Regions from separate parts of the Mus musculus genome. Here regions 1 and 3 are each linked to region 2. A link is a contact called in public HiChIP or PLAC-seq data. All regions are on one chromosome and are shown on one strand. The core of a region is the stretch at or near the end of the contact, and the rest is flanking DNA. Distances in the headings are between cores, read along the strand shown. Region 1 overlaps Atxn1 (ataxin 1). Region 2 overlaps Atxn1 (ataxin 1). Region 3 overlaps Atxn1 (ataxin 1).

Region 1 (4,732 bases), core at 1,951-4,450, 190 kb after region 2:
TTAGTCATCTGAAGTTCCATAGCCATTTCTTTGTACAAGCTTTGGCTGGTGAATTTAGCTGACATTTTCCTCTAGAGATGTCAAGTCACTTTTTTATTTTTAACAGAGAGAGACTGAGGGTGGGCCTTTGCAAGGAGATGGAGAAGCCAGGAAACCTGAGGAGAGGGGGTATCCTAGGGCATCTGAGGCGCACAAGGGACACAGAATCCCATCTTACCTGTGTCTTCATCAAGACGGAGTCCCTCTGCTTTCGGGATTGTTTGGTCCTCTTAAGGACCACAGTTGAGGCAAGTGTGTGTAACTCTGTTCACCATGGCAATGATGCTGGTGGGGACCTAACCAGGCGAGGCAGGCATCCCTCATGAACTCAGTGACCAATCAGATCCTCTTCCAGAGCCAGAAGAGGGATAAATAACTTAATGAGACCCGAGACTTGAATCAAAAGAGATGACTTGGGTGAAAAAGGGAACTTCAAGGAAAAACTGGCACTTGCACAGTTTGTTTAACTGTCTCCTGTGAAGTAAAATCACAGGCTGGGAGGTAGCTCAGCTGGTGGAAAGCTTTTTTTTTTTTTTTTTTTTTTTTTAGCATGTAAAAGCCCCAAGTTTCATCCCCAGCAGTGTTTCACTGAAAGGCATGGAAGCACAGGTCTGTAATCCCAGGACTTAGGCAGTAGCACCAGGAAGATCCCAAGTGGGTTGAAGACCAACCAGACTGGGCTCCATGAGACCCCATTTCAAAACGAGCACAGGAGAGGTCAACTAAAGCAGGTTTGTTAGACAGTGTGTAGCCTGCACAGCTTACTCATTATTCTAAATGATTAGCATAATAGAAGACACTTTGTGTACCTGGAATAATAATATCTCCTAAAGTGCAGTTCTGTACTATAGAAGGGGGTGGTTTTTAAAGATGATTCTATAATTCCTAATTGCATACTTTGTGTAAGTACTCATTATCATTAATAGCTCACTAGCATAAAGACAGCTCCTTCATGTTGACATGATCCAGAAATACAATGACTGTGAGTGACATTTCAGTTAGAAGACAACAATATCCAGATTTGATGATAGCGCCTTATTTAAATTACGTGAGCGCACGCATGTATGTGTGTGTGAGAGAGGGGGGGGAGGGAGGGAGAGAGAGAGAGAGAGAGAGAGAGAGAGAGAGAGAGAGAGAGAGAGAGAGAGATATGGGGAATCCATTCTCTCCCTCTACAATGTAAGTTTTAGGGACTGAACAGAGGTCATCCAGATTGACAGCAAGCATCTTTACCTGCTGGGCCACTTGCTGACCCTGGTGGTTGTTTGGTTTTGTTTGTTTGTTTGTTTGTTTAAGAAATGTGGTGAGGTCAGTGATAACCAACTTAAGTCTCAGAAACCTCAGGCTTTATACATTTCACAGCCTATCTACATACACAGTAGATGGAGGCCCCTTTAGAATAAGCCTGTCACCTCTTCTTTTTCAAGCCCTCATTATAGACCACGTGGGTTACATGAATTAAATAACTGAGGATAAGATGCCCTGAATTCCATCTCACGGGAAGGGTATCAGTCCAAGATTGTGTAGTTAGAGTTCCCTTCCCACCCCTTCTTTCTTCGAGACCACAAATGAGCTGCCTGCGTATTGCTTTGTTTCCTTGTCTTCCGAAGACAATGACCACTACCATCCTACAGCATCAGATACAGCGGGCTCTCGGCAGCCCAGGAGTGAGAGGACCTGCCAGAACTATCTGTGTGTGGAAGCTGAGGACACTTGGAATTTTAGGTGAATTTTTGGTATGAGTCAAATTGAAAGGTATAGGGAAGAGATGTGAGAGCTTTACCTATATAAAGCACAGGGAGATTCCCAGTAGCTATCAGTATGAGTGGACCTGTGAAACGGAAGCATGTGACGATACATGTGACATCATTAACAGATCGAGGTAGCAGTATAGAAAAAAAAAATAATGTCTAAAATCGATGCTCTGACATTAAAGACAGGAGAAAGCCCGAAGACAAAGATCTGTATTCTTTGGTCTTACTCTAGCAGATATTGACTGAGTATTTGCAAACGCTGGGCATTCACAACAGCTAAGGAGTTTTCAATCACTAGGGATGGAAATAAGAAAATAAGCAACTCTTTATACCATGAGCTACCTTCAGCATCCTGTGGATACAAACCAGTGTAACATTTTCTGGGATCAAGCCTTTATCCTCATACCTGAGGTATGATTGGGTGTCAACCATATCACTAGGGTGTAGCAGTCAGCATATACAGTGTAACAAGTGATTCCAATGTGTTGTGCCGTACAAACATAACTGTACTGCGATTCTGCAGGTCACTGTGCTAGCTCGGCTGAGGCGTATTATGGGAATGGTTGCTGGAAAGTTTCACAGGCTCTAGGGATAAGGGACCTTCAGTTTACCCAGCTTGTTTTAACTCTGATGTCTCTTATCCTCTGGTAAGCTCGTCAGAGCTTCTGCTTACCCACTCCTCCCTCTCCTTTCCCTGATTCTTCCCTGAGTGTGTTCGTACTTATTTATTTTCTGAGATGATGTCTTACTCTGTAGCCCAGGCTGGCCCGGAATCCATAGCAATCCTTCTGCCTCGACTACTCAAGTGCTAGGGTGGCAGGTGGTAAGACACCATGCTCAGGTATGATAGAGTTTCTCCATACTGCAATCCCAGGCGTCGTAAGAGTAGTAAAAGAGAGAAAAATCTCACTCATGTGTTCTTTCACATTTGTTAATTTCTCTTTGGCCACAAAGAGCCAATTACCTAGTAGGTTCAACTCAGGGGATCTAGCTTTCTCTGGCTCTACTCACACAGAAAACAACATGTACAAAGCTCAATGCAAGAGGACACAGCATGCTGGGAAAACTCCAAGAGTTCAGGAATGGCTAGACAAAAGCATGTGAGAAATGTCAGAGGAGATATATGTATCTATGAACCTGTGTATGTATGTATTTGAGACAGGGTCTTGCTCTATAGCCCTGGCTTGCCCAGAGCTCAACTTTTCCCCTGTGTAGATCAGGCTGGCCTAAAATTTTGGCAATTCTTCTGCCTTCACCTCACAAATGCTAGTGTTTCAGGCCTGAACCACCACACCTGGCTTGAAACATTTCGCAAATACAGACGAGTAGCCACTTAAAGCTTTTACACAGGATGCTGACATGATTGGTAGGGTACCTAGCAACACAAAGCCTAAAAGCACTTAACATCATCCCCAGGAAGACAGCCCAAGGATAGCTAAGGGCAAACAGGATGAGCAAGACTCAGAGGTGGTGCAGAGCTCACAAGCACGTTTGAAACAATACAACCAGAAGAGAGGTTGGGGGTTTCTAAAGGCACAGCAGAGAGCAGCAAGCTCCAGACCTGCCCACTGTCTGCTTCAAGGGGAAGTGCTGAGCATGGGGGAGGGGCTTGGCCCAGCTCTTACTGAATCCCACAGACCCTTGTTGACTATAGATTGTCAACAGAACCCAAGGGACTAATGGCTCAAAGATGCTCTTCGAATGTGACTGCCTGCATTATTATTGTCACGGGTCAGTCCAGCAGACCACCCTTCTCCTTTCAACACACTTTTCCCTCTTAAGCTCAAAATAGGCAACGTGCCCCAGGTGGTCTGAGGGCTCTCTTTCTCAAAAACCTCTCTAAACTTGGATTGGACCAGTGCTCACCCACTCATTTCCAAATATGACCCATAATATACATTTCAGTGTTAGCTCTTAAGCATACTAGAATGGAAATGAGTGTTTCATTTCACTAAATTCAAATTCAAAAGTGAGAGTGAGAATAACCTGTGGTTTCTATAAGTATAGTCAGGGACTCTGAAACTTGCGTGATGCTGGGTGGGTGGGAATTGCAGGCTCTTTCTCAGCTCTCTGCGTTATAACTCCAGTGTTTAAAATGTGATGGAGAAAACTGGGAAGGCCCCTACATGTGCGTGAAGTGCACAATTCACCCTATTTCTTTGTGGGATTTTTTTTTTCTGCTTAAAAAGAGGAAATTTAGAGCCCTGCAAATGGCCTGCGCCTCCTGCTTTCTCTTTATTCCCACTTAGGTCTCAGTGTTTACTATGAGAGAAGCCACGGAGCCCTAGGGCCTGGATATGGTCCTCTAGGATGGGGCAGGCCACTTGATTAACTCAGATTCAGATGTTTTGCCGCTTGCTTGAAAAGCCTGTTAGAAAGATCATCGGGTGAGACGGGTCGGTCTTTATCTTGTGGTCACTAATGGGAACCTTGCATGCTCCAGGGGCAGGGGATAGTGAGTATAAGGGGTGGCTGGAGGCTCAGCCCCTCTATATGCTGCTGGCTGAATGGGTGCCCCATCAACACCAGAGTCTGAAAAGTCCCTGGGTGCGATCCCAGCCCACAGGCATCCTTGACTGCTGAGTAACATAGCAAGCATTTTAGACTTTTTTTTTTTTTTTAATCAGAGAGTCTCAGTGAAAACCTCTTGTAGAGAACTGATAAAGAAACATGTGATAAGGGGTAAATCCCACTCCTAATTTCAAGTGCCCAAATATGGAGAGCTTCATGCTCAAGTGAACTGGAAAGAAAAAGCAGGAATGGCTTGGAATGCCTGAGTCTGCTTATTTGCTTTAATAGCAGGCCCGATGCATAAGCATTGACTCATTGCCCTCTATACCAAAAGGAAGAAAGGGTTTGTCACGCTCACTCTCTTCTGGCACTCAGAACAGCGTGTGGAACCAAGGCCAGGGGGAATAAAGGAGCTTGGCACTGGAGGG
Region 2 (4,233 bases), core at 255-2,754:
GAATGGTTGACTAGTTCAGAGTGGTTGACTAGTTCGATCCCCAGCATTAAAGCAAAGGAATTAAAATAAATGAAAAGCAGTTTAAGATTGGGTAGAGAATGGAGGTGAGCTTGCTGGTTCACAGCACTTTACAGTTCTTTACTTATTCCCTGGGTTGGAAGCTGTGGCCCCAGCACAGCACTGCAATGGAGAGAGGGCTGAGTATCTGCACTTTTACAAGTCAGATCCCTCTCAGTTCTCCACAGTTGAGCTAGTAGTCTGAGCTAGTAGTCCTCAGACCTTACTATGCAAAAGCTGTTGTGTTGTGTACACAGACTCATGTTTGCAATGTTTATAGGGAAACTGAGGGTGTTTCAAAGTGAACTTGGACGATAATTGACTTTTTCAAAACTTTAGAGCCTAACTGCCTTTCTCTTCCCTCCTCTCCCCTTCCCTTCCCCTCCCTCTTTTCTTCTTTCCTCCATTTCCCCTTTTCTCCTCTCTTTCTTCCTCCTTCCCCTCCCTTCTTTCTCTTCTCCCCTCTCCTTCCTCCATTTCCCACTTCCTTCCCTCCCTCCTTCATTTTCTCCCTCCCCTCCCTCCTCCTTCATCTCCCTTGTTCTCTTCCCTGTTTCCTTACCCTCTCCATCCATTCTTTCCTAACTATCTCTCCTTTCTTCTGCCCTGTTCTTCCATCTGTCCATCTTCCTTTCCTTCCTGGTTTTTTTCCTTTTCCTTTTGGTAGATTAGTTCTGAATTTTCAATAAGCAGATGAAGTAATGAGTGTCCTGGTGGCATGTTCATATGGACTCTCTGGTCCCCCTACACCTTCCCTCCCCCGTTTCCTTTCCCCTCCCGCTTGCACCTTCTGCCCCCAGTATTCTCTGTTTTCATTTTCATGTCGTGTCTATTTGGTTACCCCCACGCCCCTTCCTGAAAGCATCTTCTTTGCTCTCATGGGCCTCTTTCAAGTTCCATGACCTCCGCCCATGCTCATGCCTACATAATGGGCTATATGTGAATACTAGAAGCTAGGGAACACCTATGAGAAAGAATATGTGATATTTGCCTTTTTTAGGCCTGGGTGACCTTGTTTAACATGATATTTCCCAGTTCCATACATTTTTCTATAAGTTCCATATTTCTTTATGACTGAATAAAATTTCACTGTGTACATGAACTCTTCTTGCCCATTCATCTGTTGGCAGACAACTAGGCTGATTTTATTTCCTTATTATTACAAATAGAAGAACAGCAAACATGAACTGTAAGTATCTCTGAAAAGATGTAGGGCCCTTTGGGTGTCGGCGCAGTAGTGGCATAGCAGGGTCACACAGTAGGTTCTAGTTGTAGTTTTTTGAGAAACGTCCACACCGATTTCCATAATGCAATTGTTTATGCTCCCACCACCATATGCCAGAATTTTTATTGTTTTTATTTTGTGGCAGGTCTCACTATGTAGCCCTTGTCAGCCTGGAACTTCACAAATACAACAGGCTGGCCTTGAATTTGTGGTTTTCCTGCTTCTGCCTCTCATGTGCTAAGATTACAGGCATTGCCACCACCTGGCTTCCTATGGTGTGTGTGTGTGTGTGTGTGTGTGTGTGTGTTGCCTGCACTTGTAAAGTAATGGGGTCTACTTATATTCAATAAGAAAATTGCTAGTGTGCTAACTATATATCTCTCTTTATAAAAATAACTAAAGTAGCCTTTGATCTGCCTGAACTTGGTCCTCTAGGCTCCTATTCAGTTTTCCATCTTTAGTTTTTTACTTTGAGCTGGGAAAGAGCCCCTGCCAAAAGACAGCCAGGTTCTCTCTGAGCCCAGCCCAGCCAGCCATCTGTAAAGAAGAAAGAAGCTTGTTTGTCTTAAAAGGCAGCCCAAGAGACCGTTACAATAGCGATTGTCAGAGCAGAAACACTTGGCATTGGTTGAAAGTGTTTGAAACAAGATTTGCCTAAAAAAGATCTTCGGTGCTTGCTTGCAACTTCTTTATGTTGTGTATCTGTTTGTATGTGCATGAGTATTCAATGTGCCTGTTGGTGTGTGTGAGAGTGTGGGCAAGTGTGGAGCTTCCTGAAGCCAGCCTACAGTCTGAGTCTTCACCTCCCACATTGTTTGAGACTGGGTCTATCTTGTTTGCTACTGTGTATACCAGGCTAGCCAGCCAACGGGCTTCTGAGAATCCTCCAGCCTCTGCCTCCCATCTCAGTGTGGGAGTGCAGGGACTGCAGATGCACACTACCATGGGAGTACAAGCAGATGTACATGACTCTGGGCTCGCAGGGACTGCAGTTGCTCACTGCTGCATCTGGCTCATGTGTAAGGTATGACTTCAGATCGCCTTACTTCTGCTGACATTGCCTTATCCATCCACTGAACTGTCTCATTAGTCTAAGAATTTCACATTGATAGAGATGTGTGCATTATCTCTAGATCAAAGACCTTAAACTCGAGACCCGAGAACGTAAAAAAGAATGGGACTGAGAACCGTGACTGTGGTTGCCTCTGCGGCTCTGGGCCCTGGGCATCTCTCTTCTAAGTTATGCTATGTTTTAACTCCATGGCTTTTATGCATTGGCTTTACCTTCACCATGCCTGGCTGGCACATTTGGTGACTCTCTTCAGTGAAGGAAGCGCCGTCTTCTCTACTGTTGAAGCAAGTGGCAGGAGTCAAATGCACGTGAGATGGTTGTTAGAATTTAGGGCCAAGGAGTGTAGCTGGAGGAACAGGTCTTCTTGGGCATCTAGCCACTGACAAAAGGTAAAAGAAAAAAAGATCGCATTCTGGTATTCCAGATGCTTTTTAAACAACCAGGGGGCTTTTAAAAAAAAATCGTGCAGCAAATCTAAAGTACAGGGGTATACACAGAAAGCAGGTGTGAGAATTGACAAAGCCAGACCTGATTGAGAGTGGTAAGGATGTTATAGACAGTCTTCTCAGAACCCCAGCAATTGTATCTTGCTCACTTTACCAGTCATCCAATGAAAAGCAAACATGGGCAAGTATTCAGTTGCTTCAAGAGAAGAAACGGCTTAAAAGGATGAACACTCATACTAAAATTACACGGAGGGCAACCTTCACCGGACTGCTTCATAAGCGACACACGCTCCCAGGAGCGAGGTAAGGCCCACGCCACACAGGCAAAATGAATATGGTCTGGTACCCTCATTTCTCAGTGCAGAGATGATAAGAAAAGAAGCATAGAACCCAAGGATGAACGCAGAAAAGAAACAGGCCGAGGACTGAAAAAAATGTAGCATCTGTAGTACAAAGCTAGCGTGGCAACCAGCAAGAAGGCTCAGTGTGTGAAAGCCCTTCCTCCAAGCCTGATGGCTGGAGTTCAGTCCCCGGGATTCATATGGTGGAAGAAGAGGGCCAACTCCCTGATGGCTACACACTCACTCTGAGGTGTGCACAGCCCGCTGGCACACAAAGTAAATGACTAATTAACAACTGTAAATCTAAAACAATTGGCATGTTAAGATAGTCTCTCTTTTTTGTTATTTTTAATAGCACACTTATCTCGATAGAGTATAAACATTGTATTCATTCTGGAGGGGGTGGGGTGAAAACAGAAAGCTACCCACCCCCCCTCCGCCCACCCAAGCACAGAGAGTTGAAGCCTACTTTCCATCAGCAACCTCTCTGCCTGTAAGCTAAGCTCCTGTCTCTTCGGTCCTCAGAGCTCGTCCACAGTGTCCTTGATTCATGCCACTTGGTTTGTTTATTGGTGTGTCCCTGACTAAGTTTAGAAAGTACTGTCAAGGACAACAGCCTCCTGTTCCTTTTGACATTTCCCATGGTGCTTTGCATACTGTGGCCATAGCTGTCATTCATTAGTACAAAGTATAAAGACATATTAAAATGTCATAAATGATTGCCATCATATGCTATAAATGTCATATTTGATAGTCCATAGCATCATATCTAACTTGAAATTTTAATTTGAAATTACAAGGGGCTAAAGGTGTAGTTCATTTGGTAAAGTTCTTACCTAGCATTTACAAAGCCACAGGTTTGGTTCCCAGCACCACACAACACAGCCTCCTTCCCCTCCCCCCACTCCATAATCTTATCACTTGGGAGGTAGAGCCAGGAGGACCAGGAGGTTAGGAGTTCATGGTTATCCTCCAGGATGCACCAAGTTTGAGATCAGTCTGTCTAAATGGGACCCTGTCTCAACAACAAACAAAACATTTTAAAAATGCTAGCAAGTCAAAAATAAAGGTTTAAAATAGGATAAACCTACA
Region 3 (4,535 bases), core at 856-3,355, 230 kb after region 2:
CTTCTGACTTGTGAAAACATAAAACTAAAATTAGACCACATTTCCCCAGGAAAATACATTTTCCCAACCTGTAAGGCTGTCCTGGGAGGAGAAGAACTGGCCAAGGGGTCTTCATAATGAGAGACAGTGCCTTCTTGGATGATTCCTGGGCTGTGCTCAAGTTCCTGAGCCATGGGCAGGACCTATTCCTCTGGCTGCCAATTAACCTCTTAGAGAAGTGTTCCTGCAGATGTGCGGTAGGATTCGCCATCACCAAATTGCCAGGGTCAGCGAGTCTCCAGAAGCTTGTTGTCCAAGCATCTTTAAGAAAGCACAAACTGGTCCAGAGAAATAGTAGTGAGGCTCCTAAAAAGCAATTAAAGCTGCCCTGGGAATGGCCATACCCTTCAGGCAAAGACTCTTGGAAGCCATGGAGGCATTAGGGGTAGGAAGGCAGACATGCATCATGGCAGGCAGAAAGGAAAGAGTGAGCTTCGGGGTGTCACCCTTACGAGGTGTTCCACTCCAGCACCATCCCCCAAACCTGTGTTGCTGAGAACCTTCGCATAGTCTGTCACTGAACTCTCTGAGTGTCTGATTTTTTTTTCTTTTTTTTTTTTTCTTTTTTTTTTTTTTTGTTTTTGTTGAGGCAGTCTACCCAACTGTCTCTGGAACTTCAAAAGGATAGCCGTCAGCAGTACACCGGGGCTGCTGTTCTCTAACTCAGAAGGGGAAAAAACAAAAAAACAAACAAACAAAAAAAAAAAACGAAGATGCTTCAGCCACCATTGGTTCAGCACACAAAGATAAAACTCACACCAGTACTTTAAATTAAACCGTTGAACATCCTTTTCGGGACTGTTTTTTGCAATGGGTGTTAGCATATTAGGTATTGCATCAATGTGTTAAATAAAAGTACCATGGCTATGAAGTGGGCTTAAATGTCTAACTCCACCCACCTGCCTTGTTTTCTGTGTTTACTGCCACAGGAAAAAAACATCTGCTTGGGACTTTACTGTGGGTGATTTTCATTTTTCAGAGTTGCGGTTGTCCTGATTACTATGCACTTAGTATTCAGGAATGTGCCTGCATGCATTCAGCTACTCTGTGTGAACACAGCACCCACACTTCCCATATGTGCATGTATACACATCCCTGCCTGTGCCCATGTATTCTCAAATCCTGGTGGTGGGTTTTTTGTTTTTTGTTTTTTGCGTGCTCACACATAAGGATACATTCACAACCGCATAGATGTATATTCTCTCATGTGTGCATATGTGTATATATTCACCCCTGCATGATAGAATATTGCAATTCACCCCATACATTTGGACACATGCGTACTACAAACACGCATTTACTCTAATGATATAGAATGCTCACAACCATACCCAGGTGTGTGCACTCATGCCTACATGTGCCTACATATGTTTCTCATGTTTATGGGTTATATACATCTCTCTGTGCGCCCATATGATATGTGTGTGTGTATGTCCTAATCCTTACATATACATGCACACTCTCCTCTGCACACCTATCTGCAATTGCACTTACCTCCCACAAGTGTGAAAGTGTGTGAATGGGTATCATCCCACAACAAATGCCAAGCTGTGTCCCCATGTCTTGCCCTCACCCTTGAGCCTAAGTCTAACCCTGTGGAGAAGGAGGCAGCCCAGAGTTTAATTCTACATTTAAGATATTTTTGAAAATATTCCCATTGAGAGAAACAGGAAAGACTGGAGCCTAAAATGTCAGAGTACATTTGCTTCCAGCTCCCAGTCACAGAGCTGAAGCAACCCACTATTCAAAAATTACATATTTTAGTCATCCTTCGTCCAAAGTGGGAGGGGCCAGATGCAAATGTAAGCAGCTCCTTGGCTCCCTTCAGTGTCCTTGCTACTGTTAAAGTGACAGTGGATGATTCAGTGGGGCTGGTTCCTTGGTTTCAGTTTGAACAGCCTCACCCTGTGATAGGTGTGAACTTGTATTTCTCACTGTATGAGAGAAAACCCTCAAACAGAAAGACCAGGGCAGCTTGAGTTGGAGGGACCTCATAATCCAAGGTGGCATCTACTGTGTTCCAGCTGGTAACCTCAGGGGTTCACGTGTGACTCAAAAAGGAGAGTGCTGGCCCACAATCAGTGTTTCCTGCCACAAGTCAGGAAATGTGATCATATCACACGTAAGCCAGTGTCACAAGGGGACATCAGATGTGAAACCGGAGGGGCTTTTTGTCTCTTAGCAGCTTAAATATTTAATTAAATTAGGAGGGAGGGAGGAGTGGAGAGAGGGACAGACAGAGGCAGAGTGACAGAGAGACGGACACAGATTTCATATGTTCTGTTGTCAGGTAATAGTCCCCCATGTTATTTTTATGGGCCATTCTATCTAGCGACAAGTTGGATTATAAAACCGTCTCCCAGCTTCCCCAAAGTAATGTCTGTTTTCTCGCTTTCTAATACTTTCTTCAGATCTTCGGGTAAAGCCTCGTCACGGTGAATCCAGATGAGAGCTGGCTTGGGGATACTTGGAGATGTGGATGGTTTGGTTCTGACTTCATCCATTTTAGGCAGAGAAACCTGTTTGTTCCTGAAGGTTTGAGTCTAGGCTGGCTGTGTAGACAGAAGCAGAATACCAGCATCACTTCCCAACTTATCCTTCTGATTCTCTGTATTAAAGTAGCTGAGCTATTTTTAATGAACATATGCAAATTTTATAAAGTTGTGTCTCACCTCCATCCTCAATATTTTTTTCATTACAATACATTTGCCTATCTGTCTGTCTGTCTGTCTATCTATCTATCTATCTATCTATCTATCTATCTATCTATCTACTGTATGTGTGTGCTTGCATGCACCTGCTGTGATGTACAAGTAGAAATCTAGGCACACTGAGAGCGACCTGGTACTCTCCTTCTACCATGTGAGGTCTAAGGAGCAGACTCAGGTTGCCAGTCTTGATAGTGAGCTAGCTCCTTTACCCACTGAACCGCTTTATTGGCTCCCCCGTCTTCAGCCTCTTAAATGAAACAGACAGTAAGCACATTCTAGCTTTTATTTAAAATGTTGTCCCTGGGCTGGGGCTGGAGCTGAGTTGAGAGAGTGCTTGCCTTGTATGTTCTATGCAGTGGGTCCATGAGCCCCAACACTGCATAAACCAGGCATGGTAGCACATGTCTGTAATTATTGCTTTTATGAAGTAGGGGCAGGGGGATCAGAAGTTCTTGGTCATCCTAAGCTACAGAGTGAGTTCAAACTCGACCTATGCTATGTGAGACCCCATATTGGTTACTTCTCTGTTGCTCTTATAAATTACCATGACCAAAGAAACTTGTGGAGGGAAGAGTTTATTTGTGCTCAGGATTCTAGAGAGAGATAGGCTGGGATGCTGGGGAAGCCTGGCAGCCAAGCTACAGAAATGGTGGCTGGAGCAGCGGGCTGCGGGCTAACATCTTGAACTATAAGTATGAAGAAGGGAGAACAATCTGCAAGCGAGCCCTCGAGCTGCCAAAGCCCACCCCCATGGAAAGACCAGAAGAGGCAGAACATGGGGAAATCCGGTGCAAAACAGTCTTCCCTTAGAAATGGATGTTAGTAAGAACTCCAAAACTATGGTGATCTCAATAGATATGCTGACATAGAAGGAGAACATTTTCCCAGGGTCCCAGCCCTACACAAAGGGCTATAGGCAACTAATGCCTGCTGGAGAGGGAGAAATGGCCTGTCTCGGGGATGAGAGTTCCCTTCGTGGTTATCCAATGCAAAGAGGTCATCCCTGAACTCTTGCGCGCACTCAACTGGCCAGGAAGAACGACGCTGCAACAGGATCCTTCTGCACACGTTTATTGGGAGAGCTTGATTGTAGAGACAAAAAGACCCCGAGCCCAGAACTGGTGCTGCTTATATAGGCCTAGGAGAGGCGTGTCTCACACCCGGATTGGTTATGCACTACGCCTCATTTGCATGTTCCTCATCTGATTGGCTACTCTCTCTCTGTACCTCACAGAGCCTCATTATCATACCTCATTTGCATGTCTCACATCTGATTGGTTACTCTCTCTCAGTACCTTACAGAACCTCATTATCATACCTCATTTGCATGTCTCACATCTGATTGGTTACTCTCTCTCAGTACCTTACAGAACCTCATTATCATACCTCATTTGCATGTCTCACATCTGATTGGTTATACTCTCAAAGCCTCATTATCATGCCCGGGCCAGGCAGTGTCTTTGCAAAAAACTTTACTGCATATGTACACATTGGTTGTTTGTCCAAACTTATGCGTGGTGGCCAGCAGTAGTCAGTGCCACTCTGCAACGGCACATGTGGCTTCCCACACTGAACCATATATACACAAAGAACAAAAATAGGCTCAAGTTTATTGCTATATTTGTGCAGACACACACACATGTGTATGCGTATACAACAATAATAAAGAAAAAAGAGGCTATGATTTGGGGATGGGAGATGGTAGGCACTGGAGTGCAGGCACCTGGGTGGGAAGGACCAGATGGAAGAAAGAGAAGGGGAAAGTTATATAATTCTATTTTAATT

The links. HiChIP or PLAC-seq counts read pairs in DNA pulled down with a chosen protein or histone mark.
Region 1: a contact with region 2 is called in a BATF HiChIP or PLAC-seq map of CD8 T cells, with 33 read pairs. The contact joins two enhancer-like sites. A contact is called at or near these places in 1 of 15 datasets of contacts at CTCF or cohesin (CD8 T cells), 7 of 484 Hi-C or Micro-C datasets (B cells, the C2C12 cell line, cerebral cortex and 2 more), 3 of 115 datasets of contacts at active chromatin or transcription factors (CD8 T cells, bone marrow-derived macrophages and effector CD8 T cells) and 3 of 9 other capture datasets (adipose tissue, liver and pancreatic islet).
Region 3: a BATF HiChIP or PLAC-seq map of CD8 T cells shows a contact between it and region 2, with 22 read pairs. The contact joins two enhancer-like sites. A contact is called at or near these places in 1 of 15 datasets of contacts at CTCF or cohesin (CD8 T cells), 1 of 484 Hi-C or Micro-C datasets (Th1 cells), 3 of 115 datasets of contacts at active chromatin or transcription factors (CD8 T cells, effector CD8 T cells and memory CD8 T cells) and 1 of 9 other capture datasets (adipose tissue).

What each region holds. Positions count from the first base shown.
Region 1 is chr13:45,684,904-45,689,635 of GRCm38.p6, reverse strand. All of the region lies in intron 6 of Atxn1 (ataxin 1), which reads left to right. Among named protein-coding and RNA genes, the nearest start is that of Gm34582, 160 kb to the right of the region's middle. Within about 2 kb of position 3,200, at least 23 of the 459 cell types and tissues checked have an H3K27ac peak or open chromatin away from gene starts, as enhancers often do. A contact at or near this core is called in CD8 T cells and regulatory T cells, where this site is marked.
Region 2 is chr13:45,873,827-45,878,059 of GRCm38.p6, reverse strand. All of the region lies in intron 2 of Atxn1 (ataxin 1), which reads left to right. Among named protein-coding and RNA genes, the nearest start is that of Atxn1, 89 kb to the left of the region's middle. Within about 2 kb of position 1,504, at least 24 of the 459 cell types and tissues checked have an H3K27ac peak or open chromatin away from gene starts, as enhancers often do. A contact at or near this core is called in CD8 T cells, Th1 cells, memory CD8 T cells and 1 more, where this site is marked.
Region 3 is chr13:45,646,926-45,651,460 of GRCm38.p6, reverse strand. The region is part of intron 6 of Atxn1 (ataxin 1); the gene reads left to right. Among named protein-coding and RNA genes, the nearest start is that of Gm34582, 120 kb to the right of the region's middle. Within about 2 kb of position 2,105, at least 34 of the 459 cell types and tissues checked have an H3K27ac peak or open chromatin away from gene starts, as enhancers often do. A contact at or near this core is called in CD8 T cells, Th1 cells and memory CD8 T cells, where this site is marked.